2 separate regions of the Podarcis muralis genome follow, and region 1 is linked to region 2. The links are chromatin contacts, called in public Hi-C maps. All regions are on one chromosome and are shown on one strand. The core of a region is the stretch at or near the end of the contact, and the rest is flanking DNA. Distances in the headings are between cores, read along the strand shown.

Region 1 (6,130 bases), core at 149-2,648, 450 kb before region 2:
ATAACCTCAAAAGAAACATACAGTATATACAACTCAGAAGCTACTAACATAGGCCACTGTTACTAATAGTTAACAAAACACCTTCGATATAATCTACAAAATTCAAGTAAAGCATTCACACTACCAGCCACACTATACTTTGAGCTAACAACCAGATTTCCTGGCTCAGGGCAAAAACAGAAGCAGCAGCCTTCTTCACCACCCCTCACGGGATACACATTTACAGACTCATTTCAAAGCTTTACATTAAGTCCATGAAACATAGTTAAAGCAGGAAACCCGCCTGCTTCCTACACCTCAGTACTGTATTACAGAACCGGTTGGAAGAGCTGGCATGATCAGAACCGAGATGCGTCTCAGGGCGACAGAATCGGGGGAGGATGAAAACGTCAATCCCTCTATTTAAAAATAAAGTGGCACTTTTGTGAGAGGGTGGGGGGCAGGGAAGGAAGGGCGAGTTGCGGATCGAAACGCCGGGCTCCTCCTCCGTCCCCCTAATATACCAACCCCCGTGGGCACTTCTCTGGCAAGGTAAGGAGGGGAAAGCAGGGCAAATGCGAGAGGAGGAACACGCTTCCAGGAACTCAAAGCGTGGACGGGGTGGAGAAGTAATACTGACAGAAAGGCAGTGCCGCTTCCAGGAGCTCAGCGGACTCCCCCCCACCCCCACCCCCGCGATCCCCTTCCCCAGGCCGGGAGGAGCCGCCCAACCCGCTCTCGCCTCTCCCTCGCTAGACGCAAAGGTCACGGAGGGAACCCGGGAGGGAAGGCGCCGACCCGCCTCGGCTCCCAAAAGCCAGGCCCTCGCGTAGCCCAGCAGCCTGCCCAAGGGCTTCCTGCCTGGGCCTGAGCACAGGGTAGCTCTCCCCCACCCCGCGGGCCAGGTCGCCCCTCACCTTCTGCGCGTTGCTCTGCTGCAGCACATTCTGCTCCACGGTCATGGCCCCGGCCCGACTCCGGCTTCCCTCCCCGCCGGCCTGAGGAGGTGCAGCAGCAGCAGCAGCAGCAGGAGACGGCGCTAGCCGAGGGTGGGGAGGGAGCAACGGCAAGGCCGGGCCGGAGTGGACGGGCCGCCGGAGGAGCAGGAGGGAGACGAGGGAGAGGAGCGCGGCGTGGGGAGGCCGCGGCTCGCGATCCACGCAGCCGTGACGCGACGCGCCTGCCCAGGCAAGTGGCAGCCCTGGAAAGGAGCGGGGCGCGCTCAGGCCCGGCGGTGCGCCTGCCGCTTGCTAGGAGTGTACGCGCCGCCGCCGCCGCCTCAACCAAACATGCCCAGCCCAGGAATGTGCTTGGGCTCCTCCCCTTCCCCGCCGCGCCTCCCTCCTCGGCGGCGCAGCCCTGCGCGCTCCCTACTCGGAAGTAAGTCTGGCCGAGTTTGTCCCGGCTAAGCGCGGGCGCGCAGGGCTGCAGCCCGAGCTGCGAGGGGGCAAGTGAGGAAGGGAAAACGCCGCCCAGCTGACGCCGCTACCGGGGAAAGGCGACTGAACGGGAAGCAGGAACTTCTCCTCTTCCCGCCCTTATCCTGCGGCGGCCGTCCAGCTTGCAAAGCCTCTGGGGATCCCTTTTCGCTCCACGGCGGCCTTCCTTTCGGAACAAGGGTCGGGGAAGAGCGCATACCGGCGGCAGGCCGAGTCATCCCTACAAGTTTTACCTTGGTGGGGCCGGTTGGCTGCTGCGGACTCCCGCGCCCCTTTCTGTCCTCCAGGCTAGCAAGAAACAATGCGGGAATAATGCTTCTAGCCAGGTGAAGACACTCCAGGAAGTTGTGGAGGTGCAGTAGCCCCTGGGACTGGGAAAGGTTTGGGAACTTTGCTAATACCAGAAAGCTCTAAACGGTTTGGCTTCCATATGATTCCACCTTCCTCCTGAGAGGGCTTCTGCTTCATATCCTGTTTCTGAGATTAATTTTATGAATAGGTGGGGCAGGGCCTTCTCCACATTGGCACCCAGGCTCTTGAATTCATCTCCATGGGAGGTACATTTGTGTCACTTCCTGTTTTCTTTTTGACAGTCAAAGCTATGGTTTTCTGTAGTCTCTCTTGTGACACTGAGGCTGTTATTTTTGCCTCCTCGTACTGTGGTTTTTGCTGCTATTACACTGCTGATTTTTGATCAGTGGTTTGGCTTTATGGTTTGATGGGTTTAATCATTTTTAATACATTGTACTGTGCATCACTTTGGACCAAAAATCAGGATAAAAAGAAACTATGCATGATATTTAGTGAAGTTATGCTCAGGGCACACCTAATGTAATCAATAAACACATATTACTCACGTCAACTGATTTGTTTTTTTAATTAATATTTCTGTGCTGCCCCATAACCAAAGGTTATCTTGTCACCTTCCTAAAATATTTAAAATATTATAAACAATTTAAACCATAAAAATACAACATAAATAGCATCAGACAACTGAGAACTCAACAATGATTATGCTCACAGAGCACAGACAGACAGATCTTAATTACCAGACTTCTGAGATCCTATAAAACCTTTGGGAAAGCTTTAAAAAGCAGAGAGAATTAATGTCTTCCCCTACTGCCAGAAAGAATACAAAGTATTCATAGCATGTGAGCCTCTTCAGGAAGGATGTTCTACCATCAGGATACAGTACTGTCCTTTGTCACACTTATCCTGGCTAAGGCACCCAGAGAAAGCCTCTGACAATGGCATTGGGGAATGGGATGGTGTTTGTGAGTGAAGTGTAGGCTTTAAAGATTACGGTAAAAGCAGCATTTTGAATCTGGATTGGAATCCAGCTCACCTGAAACAAAGCTAATGTAATATACTGTAGTGCAGTTAGCTCTGTCTTGGACTAATGGGAGTTCCCTAATTGTTTTCAATGGTAGTTCCATATACAATCCTATGTGTATTTACTCAGAAGCATCCCTGCCTGAGTTCAGCAAGAATTACTCCTAGATAAGTGTGCATCTGGTTGTAGCCTTTGTCTATCCTCTCAGTCAGTCAGTGAATTTGGCATAGAGAAAGAGTATGTTGCAGATTAAGTGAACTACAGTGAGAACCACATGAAAGGTATTAACGGCCCCCTCAAAAGGAGTTTTTCACATTCAGATATCACAGATATTAACACATTAATACATTTTAATTTATTATTATTATTATTTGCATTTCTAGACCACTCTTCCTTCAAGGATCACAGGACAGTTTACAAGAACACAAAAATACATACCATAGTAACAAACAAAAACAGTAACCCAACATGCAGTTTAAAAGGGCTTGAATTCTTTAATTAGCCAAAGGCCTGGGAAAAGAGGAATGTTTTTGCCTGGAGCCTAAAGATACGTGATGAAGGTGCCAGAAAGAGTGTAACTCCATCAAGAGCAGGCAACCTCCTATCCATCCGGTTTAGGGAGCTGCCCACTAACAGTGACTCAGTCTTATCTGGATTTGAGCTTTAGTTTGTTGGCTCTCAGCCAGTCCATTACTGAGACAAGCATTGGTCCAGCACATCCACTGCCACACCTGCAGATGTAGAGGAGAAGTAGAGCTGTGTGTTATCAGCAAATTGCTGGGAACCAAACTCCCAAACTCCAGATGACTTCACTTAGCAGTTTCATGTAGATGTTAAATGTTAACAGCATGGGGATAAAATCACACCCCGAGGAACCCCACAATGAAGGCTCCACTGTGCCAAAGAGCACTCCCTAAGCATCACCCTCTATAAATGACCATCCAAGTAGGACCAGAATCACTGCAAATCAGTACTGCCCAACTCAGGACAGTCACTCCAGAAGGATACCATGATTGATGGTATCGAAAGCCACTGAGAAGTTGAGGAGAATTAACGAGGACACATTTCCCCTGTCTGTCTCCCAACAGGGCCACCAAAGCAGTTTCTGTGCTGAAAATGGGCCTAAAGTCTGATTGAAATGAATCTAGAAAATCAGTTTTCTGCAAGAGTGCCTTGTTCTAGTCACTCACTCAAGAAACTTGCCCAAAAAGGAGAGCTTTTTACCACTGCCTTCTTTTTGCTTCCTTCACTGCCACTAGGTAGGCTTGATGATGAGCCCTCACCAGTGTTTGATTGCATTTGAATTGAGTTCTTCTCCACTCGCGTCGAAGCTGTCTCCCACTTTGTTTCCTCATCCTAAGCTCTGGAATATACCAGGGATCCAAGCAAGCTGCATTAAGCAGGCCAGGGCTTCAAAGGGAGTGTCAGTCATATGAGCCGGAAAATCCCCCAGAGCCATCTGGAAACCCATTGGATGCATCTGCCTCTGAAGGGGGACCATCTTAACATGTCCCCGACATCTACAGAGGGAAAAAAGGGGTTAAACCTAAAGCTCAACAAGAAATGTTGTGACCATGACAGTGGACTGATATCAATATCCCCTACATTCAGATCACTCTGTTCCTACTGAGTTAAGAAAACAAGGTCCAGAGTGTGGCCTGCCACATGCGTTGGCTTGATGACATGTTAGGACAGCTCATGGTCATCATGGCAGCCATGAAGTCCTGAACTACCCCAGAGCCTCTTTCATGGATGTTGAAGTTCCCCAAAATCAGCAGTCTGGGAATCTTCCACATCGCCTCTGAGACCAGTTCTGTCAGCTCAGGCAGAGAGACTGCTGGGCAGTGAGGTGAGTGGTAAACTCCATAGAATCCATAATCTGTCCCGATTGTCAAGTGCCAGGAACACACACCCTAGATAACCCCCAACTGGACAGAGAGCCTGGAGAGAGAAATAATTTCTGTAGACCACAACAGCTCCTCCTACCTGAGCCTCAAGTATGTCCCAATGCTGCACTGAGTACCCAGATGGGCAGAGCTGGGTGAAACCAACCCCAACCTACTCACCCACCCAAGTCTCAGAGATGCAGGCCAGATTGGCCTCCTCATTCACAATCAGATCATGAGTGAAGTCTTACTTTGATCTGACCTGGCATTCAGCCACAGATCAGAAAGCAATGAAGCCAATAATAATAATCATGCATGTCATCATGGCCCAAATCATAGAATTCAGCACTAAAACAGTGAGGGAATTTGAAGGAGTCCTTAAAGTTTTACGGTATCAGGGTTGTGTCAGAAGCCAGGAACTGTCAGCCAGTACTGAAAGGTAATCAGGTTGGAAGCGCAAACCAGAAAGCAGGGCAGAATAATAAGCCAAGAGTCAAGACAAGAGATCAGGATTATAAACCAAGACACACCAGAGCTGAACTAGACCTTGTAAATTCCTCTGGGTAACAGCTTTTGGTTAAGGTGTCTAATAAACATTTAAACAGGGAAGCAACTGCATCTTAGCTGTCTGTAGAATGAGAAATTTTGCCTGATGAATTGGTTATGTATGGTACTGCCCCAAACAGTTTGCCACAGGGACAAATCTGATGATCAAGTGTATGAATTTTTCTCATGCAGCTGATTGTGAGATGGATAAATCACACAGGGATAATTAATGTAATCAGCTTATCGTGCAAAAGTCCACTCAAGTCAGGAAAAGTATGCTGTTTGTCACACATGGCAATCTTGGTATTTATGCAATTTTCTATGTAGAAATTACTGAAAAATATGCATCCTGTTGTAGCCTACAAGTGCAGAAGACTGTTTACGTCAGAATTAAAAGTTGTCTTTTGTGCATAAGGGGAGTTCTGAGTCAGGGTGTCAAATGCAGGACCACATCACTTTCTTAATCTTCTCCTGTTTCATGCTTCACCAAGTATACAGCTAGGAAATATATTGGCTGACAGCCCTCTTGAAATGCCAAGTCAGGAACTTCTTCATTACAGCATTAATTTCAACTGTTTTATTAAACAGCAATTGAATGACTACACTGCTAAGCATGCTTGCACAAAAATAAGACCCGGAATTTTATCCAATGGAACCAACAGGGCAAAATAACAGCTTTGGCGAAACTGATCTTCAGTGGTATAACAACATGAGTGAAAAAAATCAGCACCCGTTTCCCCATGTTCCACATTCCCATTATCGAGGAGCCTGTGGCTATTTCTTTACAAAAATAAAATAAAATAATATTCCTGTGTTAGATGATCACGTTGCAATGGTATAATCTATTTATGATCTAAGTCTCATTAAACTCATTGAGACTTGCTTCCATTCAGACTTGCTTAGGCTCTGGCTAGGAGTGTTTTATTTTGAGTGCAGGCAGGGGAAAC
Region 2 (6,093 bases), core at 2,746-5,245:
GGCCCCATTAGCTAAAGTGGTGCTTCAGGTTAAGAACAGTTTCAGGTTAAGTACGGACCTCCGGAACAAATTAAGTACTTAACCTGAGGTACCACTGTATCTGCCAAGAAGAAGATTCCGTATGAACCAACAAGGGAGGGACATTGACTTGTATAGTATATTATTATTATTATTATTATTATTATTATTATTATTATTATTATACCTCCCTTCATCCATAGATCTCAGGGCGATTCACAACCGGTTCACAGGGCAGTTTTTGGGAAATGAAGTGGTACGTAGTTGTCACATGTCAGTAGTGGGTTGGGCAAGAGGTAAAAGTGTATAGAACAATGAACACAACTCTTAACTTTGTATAGCAGTCAAAGTTCCAACCATGCAAAAAGAAGTTTCTACACATCACCATCCACCTCCATCCTCTCAACCAAAGATGCAGTAACAGTTTTTAGGTAAAAGCAGCCAGGTAAAAGCAGTCACAGAGGGCATGGGCACATGGCCTGGGCAGAGTCCCAAGAGAGGGGCCTGGAGGACCATATTTAGTCCCTAGGCCTGAAGTTCCCCACTCAGTTTAAAGAGACATGTGTGCACATAGAGCTATTGCCATGACTGTCAAAAGACTTCTAAGTTGTTGTCTTTTAATGGTATCTTACGCTTATATGAGAGAGAGATGCAGGTGGTGCTGTGGGTTAAACCACAGAGCCTAGGGCTTACGAATCCCCGCGACGGGGTGAGCTCCCGTTGTTCGGTCCCACCTCCTGCCCACCTAGCAGTTCAAAAGCACACCAGTGCAAGTAGATAAATAGGTACCACTCTGGCAGGAAGGTAAACGGCATTTCCGTGCGCTGCTCTGGTTCGCCAGAAGTGGCTTAGTCATGCTGGCCACATGACCTGGAAGCTGTACGCCGGCTCCCTCAGCCAATAAAGTGAGATGAGCGCCGTAACCCCAGAGTCATCCGTGACTGGACCTAAAGGTCAGGGATCCCTTTATCTTTTACTCTTATATAAGCTGCCTTATACCAGTCAGGCCATTGGTCTACCTAGCACTGGCTCATATGATTTTGCTGTTAAACTGGTAATTCTGTGCTTAAGATCTCTATGAAATTCACAGATAATGAATTTCATCACTAATAAATAGTCCTGCTTCTTATTACAATGGAAACATAAAAAGATTTCTTACACAAAAATCTTCTGATGCAGTAGGCAGGCTGTGGCTATTGTCTGTGTATCTTTAGATGCTCAAGAAAGATTGCATTCCACTCTGCAGCTAGAAGCCATGTCTGGAAATATCCTAAAATATTCAGCATCTATTAAGTAGGTCAGAGCATCTATCATTTAGAGCTCATCATAAGACACCAATCAACTTCCCATCTCCTTGCTTTTAAGCTGTACATGCCAACACAACTCAAGGTTAATATTAATACACTATAGAGAGAGCAGGGAAACTGGTCGCTACATATGAGCCTTGAAGCTGCCCACTTTACTTTGGCGGGGGGAGAGGTCGTTGATGATGGGGAGAGAAACTTAAAGGAAACTAGAGGTGAGCTCTGTAGCTGGTGCCTCTCTTCCTGGACATCATAACAGAAATTCACACCCAGGCAAAAGCACATTGAGGATGGACATCTCTCTACATCCAAAGTACCTACTGTGTGGAAGAGCAGGGAAGGAGGAGGAAGGGAGCAACTGCTGGGTTGCTGGAGGAATAGTTGACCACCACCACTTGTCTCTCCCTTGAGCAGGTTTGGGGAACCTATGGACCTCCAAATTGTTGGACTACAATTCCCATCATTCCTGACAATGATCACAATGGCTAGGAATGATGGGATTTGGGAGTCCACCAACATTTGGAGGACCACAGGTTGCCCATAACTTTCCTTGAAGAACCAGTTGTCACAGTGAAACAGTGCCTATTCCCTGCCTTTGTCTCTCTCATGAGATCTTGACTGCTCTCTGCTTGGGGCCTCTGGCATAACAAGCTGCCACAACCACCTTTCAAATCAGCCATCTGAACCCTGAAGATGCAATTTAGCCTCACCCCAACCCTTTCCAAACAGTGGAGCAGGAAGAAAAATGAGTTTTGAAAGTGGGTAGGGGGGGGTCTTCCCTTTAAGTGAAAAGGAGAATATTTAACTCCGTCTCTTCCTTAAGAGCAACCCAACCCTCGCCATATGCATGCAACATTCCTGCCAAGTTGAAATACTATTATAACAGTGGTTGCTGAATGCATCAGGATTGTTTAAAAAAAGAAACCTGAAAGCATCCACCATTGCATAAATTGAATTTAGACACAAGATTTGTAACATATGGTTTTGACTGCACTTGTGAAGGACCTACTGTCTTCATGGAATATTCACCCAGAAAATAACCACTGTGGCTAACATGACGTTAACGTCGTGACTGTAAATGTGAAAATGAAAGAATGGATTTCATTGTCAGCTTCCAGAATGATTTCATAGGAAGGTTCAGTGAATTTGTTAGACCTAGAGAATTAAATATAATAGGCAGAAAATGATGAGGCTTCTTTATGATTTATGCATCTGCAAAAATTTGGATAAAGATTACCAAAGGTTAATATGCTCTCTATGAATCTGAAACACTTCAAAACTGTCCTATCAAATCCGCATCTCCAGCAATATTCTGACACCTAGTGGGAAATGAGTATAACTGCTTATACAATACAGCTTTCCTGCCTTATAGTTTTTTCTCTGTACTTAATGTATGCCCACCAATGTCACACATCCAAAGAAGTGAATTCTAGTCCACAAAAAATATGTGATACAATAAATATGTAAGTCTTTAAGGAGCCACAAAATTCTGTTGCTTCTGGTTCCTAAGACAGTCAGAATAGTATGACTTTGTCTATTGTTTGACAGCTGATTTTTTGAGTTAAAAGGAAGAAAAAAATTAACTGGGCTGGGGTTACCCTCTCCAAAAAGGTGAGGGAAAAGTTGTGTGGCTGAAAATGCAAGATGGCTACTCCCAGAGAGTAATTTTCATCACAATTTCTCCTATGGAAGGTCCCGGAGGGTGGTTTTGTATCTAAAAAGATGTGCTTGTCAATATGTTTTTGTCAACATAAAGCATTTCATTGACATGTAAAGACTGCTGTGATGTAAAACTCAATTTAATACTTATATTAATGCTTATATTATATTAATACTTTAATATATTTCGTCTGGGCAGCCTTAAAAACAGTGATTATTAGAACATCGGGCTAGAATTTGGGAGACCAGGATTTGAATTCCCACTCAGTCATGAAACTCATGGCTAAAGAGTGGCACCTTTAGCAGCTTGGATATAAAGGTGGTATATAAATGCAATAAATAAACAAAAACACAGAGCTAGGCTTTTCAACGTGTCTGGGAATCCTGGGGCGACCAGGGCTCCAAATCACATGGAAGAAGCTACCTACTCACAGGAACAGGCTGTAGCATTGAGCTGCTTCCAAGCACTTCCACTCTCGCCCTCTACTGGCTCAGCCCACAGCTCTGAAAATGGCATTCCCTGTAAATGCTTCTAAGCATCCTCTGGAAAATCCAAAATGCCTTTAGGCGGGAAGGAAGGGGGACCCCGTGGCATATGGTGGGCTTTGAGTCCTTAACTATTACAAAGGGGGACGAGGGAGTGGAGACTGGCTGATACAACTTACCAGAAGCAAAGTAAACAAAAACTTTAACGATAAGCATCAGGAAAACTACGCAGCAGCTAAGACAACAAACTACCATTCCCGACAGGCAAAGCGCAGGAAGGGCTGTCATAACAGACCCTTCTTCCTCTGCACGTCACCAGAAAGTTCCCCCAAGTCCCATCAGCCCCTTCGCACGGATTGGGTGACGTGTATTGAGGGGAGGGGTCAGCGCGGCACGTAAGAGTGCGCGCCGGCGAGATGCTTGGCTGGCGGGCATTGTAGTTTCTTCCTACGGACTGCGCTGGGGTTTTATGACGAGAGGAACTACATTTCCCAGCATGCACCGCGCCGCGCGAGGTTTTTTTTTTCCCCCCCCTCCCCTCCAAGCGGCGAAGGTACAGTCATCACACGGGTAAACGGCCCAGGAAGCCGGCGAGTGTCACGCATAACAACAGACGGGGCCTTATAGCACCGGGCCAGGGCAGCGAGAAGTTTCGAAAATGGCCGGGGAGATGACGGTGCTGGGTGAGTAAGAGGGGCCGGCTGAAGGCGGGTCGGTGGTTGTGTCAGCCTCTGCGCCTCGTTAAGATCCCCCCTAAATTCTCGCCTGCCTGTCTGCCTCCCGCTGCTTTTTTGGGGGGGCGGGGACGGGACCTCGGCCTAGATCCGCCGCTGAAACCCAGGGCTCTACGCCGGAATACTCGAAGCTAAAATGAAAGCTTTTGAGTACACGCAGGGCATTGGAGGTGTCTGAAGGGAGCCTCCAGTTCCAGAGGCAGTCTACCTGTGCGTTTGAATGCCAGCCGCGGGGAGGGACGTCGCCTTCATGCTTATAGGCAAAAGAGGACAGAACTCCCCTCCCCCACTAATTCGCTGTGTAGGAAAGGGAATGCTGCACAACTACTGAAAGTGCAGGAGATCTGTGTTCTTCTGTCTCTGGTTACACGTGTCGGGTTGGACTAGATGACCCTCGAGTCCCTCCCAACTCTACAATTCTATGAATCCTGGAGGCATCTGGTGGGACCCTTTGGGCTCAAGACGCTGGACCAGATGAGTTTTTGGTCTGACCCAGTAGGACAGCTCTACTGGTTTTTAGGCTTTTGTGTTGTGGTATATACTGGCCCGGACACTGAGGTCCAGTTCCGAGGGCCTTCTGGCGGTTCCCTTGCTGCAAGAAGTGAGGTTACAGGGAACCAGGCAGAGGGCCTTCTTGGTAGTGGCATCCGCCCTGTGGAACACCCTCCCACCAGATGTCAAGGCAATAAACAACTATTTTACTTTTAAAAGACAACTGAAGGCGGCCCTGTTTAGGGAAGTTTTTAATGTCTGACGCTGTATTGTTTTTAATATTCGGTTGGAAGCCACCCAGAGTGGCTGGGGAAACCCAGCCAGATGGGTGGGGTATAAATAATAAATTATGATGATGTTGAGGGGGAGGGGTGGAGCTGCTGCCAACCAGGAAAAAAAGTGATCACCTCAGGCGTCTGATCTTTGGTATCATGAAAAGTTACAAATGGTTTTGCATGTATATAGTATCTTCACTGCCCAGGAGGGGGAGAGGCACTTGTGGGATTTTCTGCTTCCGGTACCAAAATAATTTGACCAGCGTCCCTGCTATTCATTTGCTGCTTTGCCTCAGGATGGTCCTGGACTTAGGGGATGAGAGTGTTAAAGCACTTCCTTTGCAGACTTCAGTATCTGTAATTTTGCTTCTGGGAAACTGATCAGTGATTTCCCAGTGATTCTGGGAAACTGATCACAGGAAGAGGGGTGTTTAGTGAAGCAGTTGAAGAAGGAGAGGATGAAAGTTATTGGTTTTCTATAGGAGGGTGCCTTTCATTGTCTTTCTGGTTTGGAGTTTGTTACACAGGCAATGTGTTTGCCATCTGCCAATACTGGAAAAAGGCTTGATGGACCTGTTTCAAAGAACTGGCAGTGCCCATGACTCATCAGAAAGATTTTATTTGAGTGGATAGCACAGTGAAAATGCCAACAGTGTGAGGCAGCTGTGAAAAATACACAATGTGCTAGGATTATTAGAAAAGGAATTAAAAATAAAACTGTCAGTATCAAAATGTTCTGATTCAAATCCATAATGCACCCCTTTTGGAATATTATGTACAGTTCAAAAATGATATTATAGAGCTAGAGTAGATGCAGCTAAAATGACCATGGAGTGTATTAAAATCTAAATGGTTTGGGGATCTTTAGCTTTTTTAAAAAATATAATTTATGAGTGACACAATAGCTGTTCTAAAAATTGTACCTGCTGTGTATGATCTAGTTGAGATTCCTGCATTGCAGGGAGTTGGACTGGTTGACCCTTGGGTCCCTTTCAACTCTATAATTCTATGGGAAAAAATGGATAGTCTTGTTAACTTCTTCTGGGATTAATTTTCTGACTTTTAATTTTCCTTTCTTTCCTTTCAGGTTCTGCTATTTTGACACTTTTATTAGCTGGATACCTG

The links. A called contact is a pair of places that touch in the nucleus more often than the background predicts.
Region 1: a contact with region 2 is called in a Hi-C map of blood, with 4 times the contacts expected there. The contact joins the promoter of USP25 here to the promoter of HSPA13 in region 2. A contact is called at or near these places in 2 of 3 Hi-C or Micro-C datasets (blood and tail).

What each region holds. Positions count from the first base shown.
Region 1 is chr4:48,098,799-48,104,928 of rPodMur119.hap1.1, reverse strand. It overlaps USP25 (ubiquitin specific peptidase 25), which reads right to left and starts at 1,398. Exons shown (of 32, transcript XM_028726941.2): 1 at 897-1,398. The coding sequence starts at 941.
Region 2 is chr4:47,651,545-47,657,637 of rPodMur119.hap1.1, reverse strand. HSPA13 (heat shock protein family A (Hsp70) member 13) reads left to right here and starts at 3,995. Exons shown (of 5, transcript XM_028726935.2): 1 at 3,995-4,150; 2 at 6,056-6,093. The coding sequence starts at 4,126.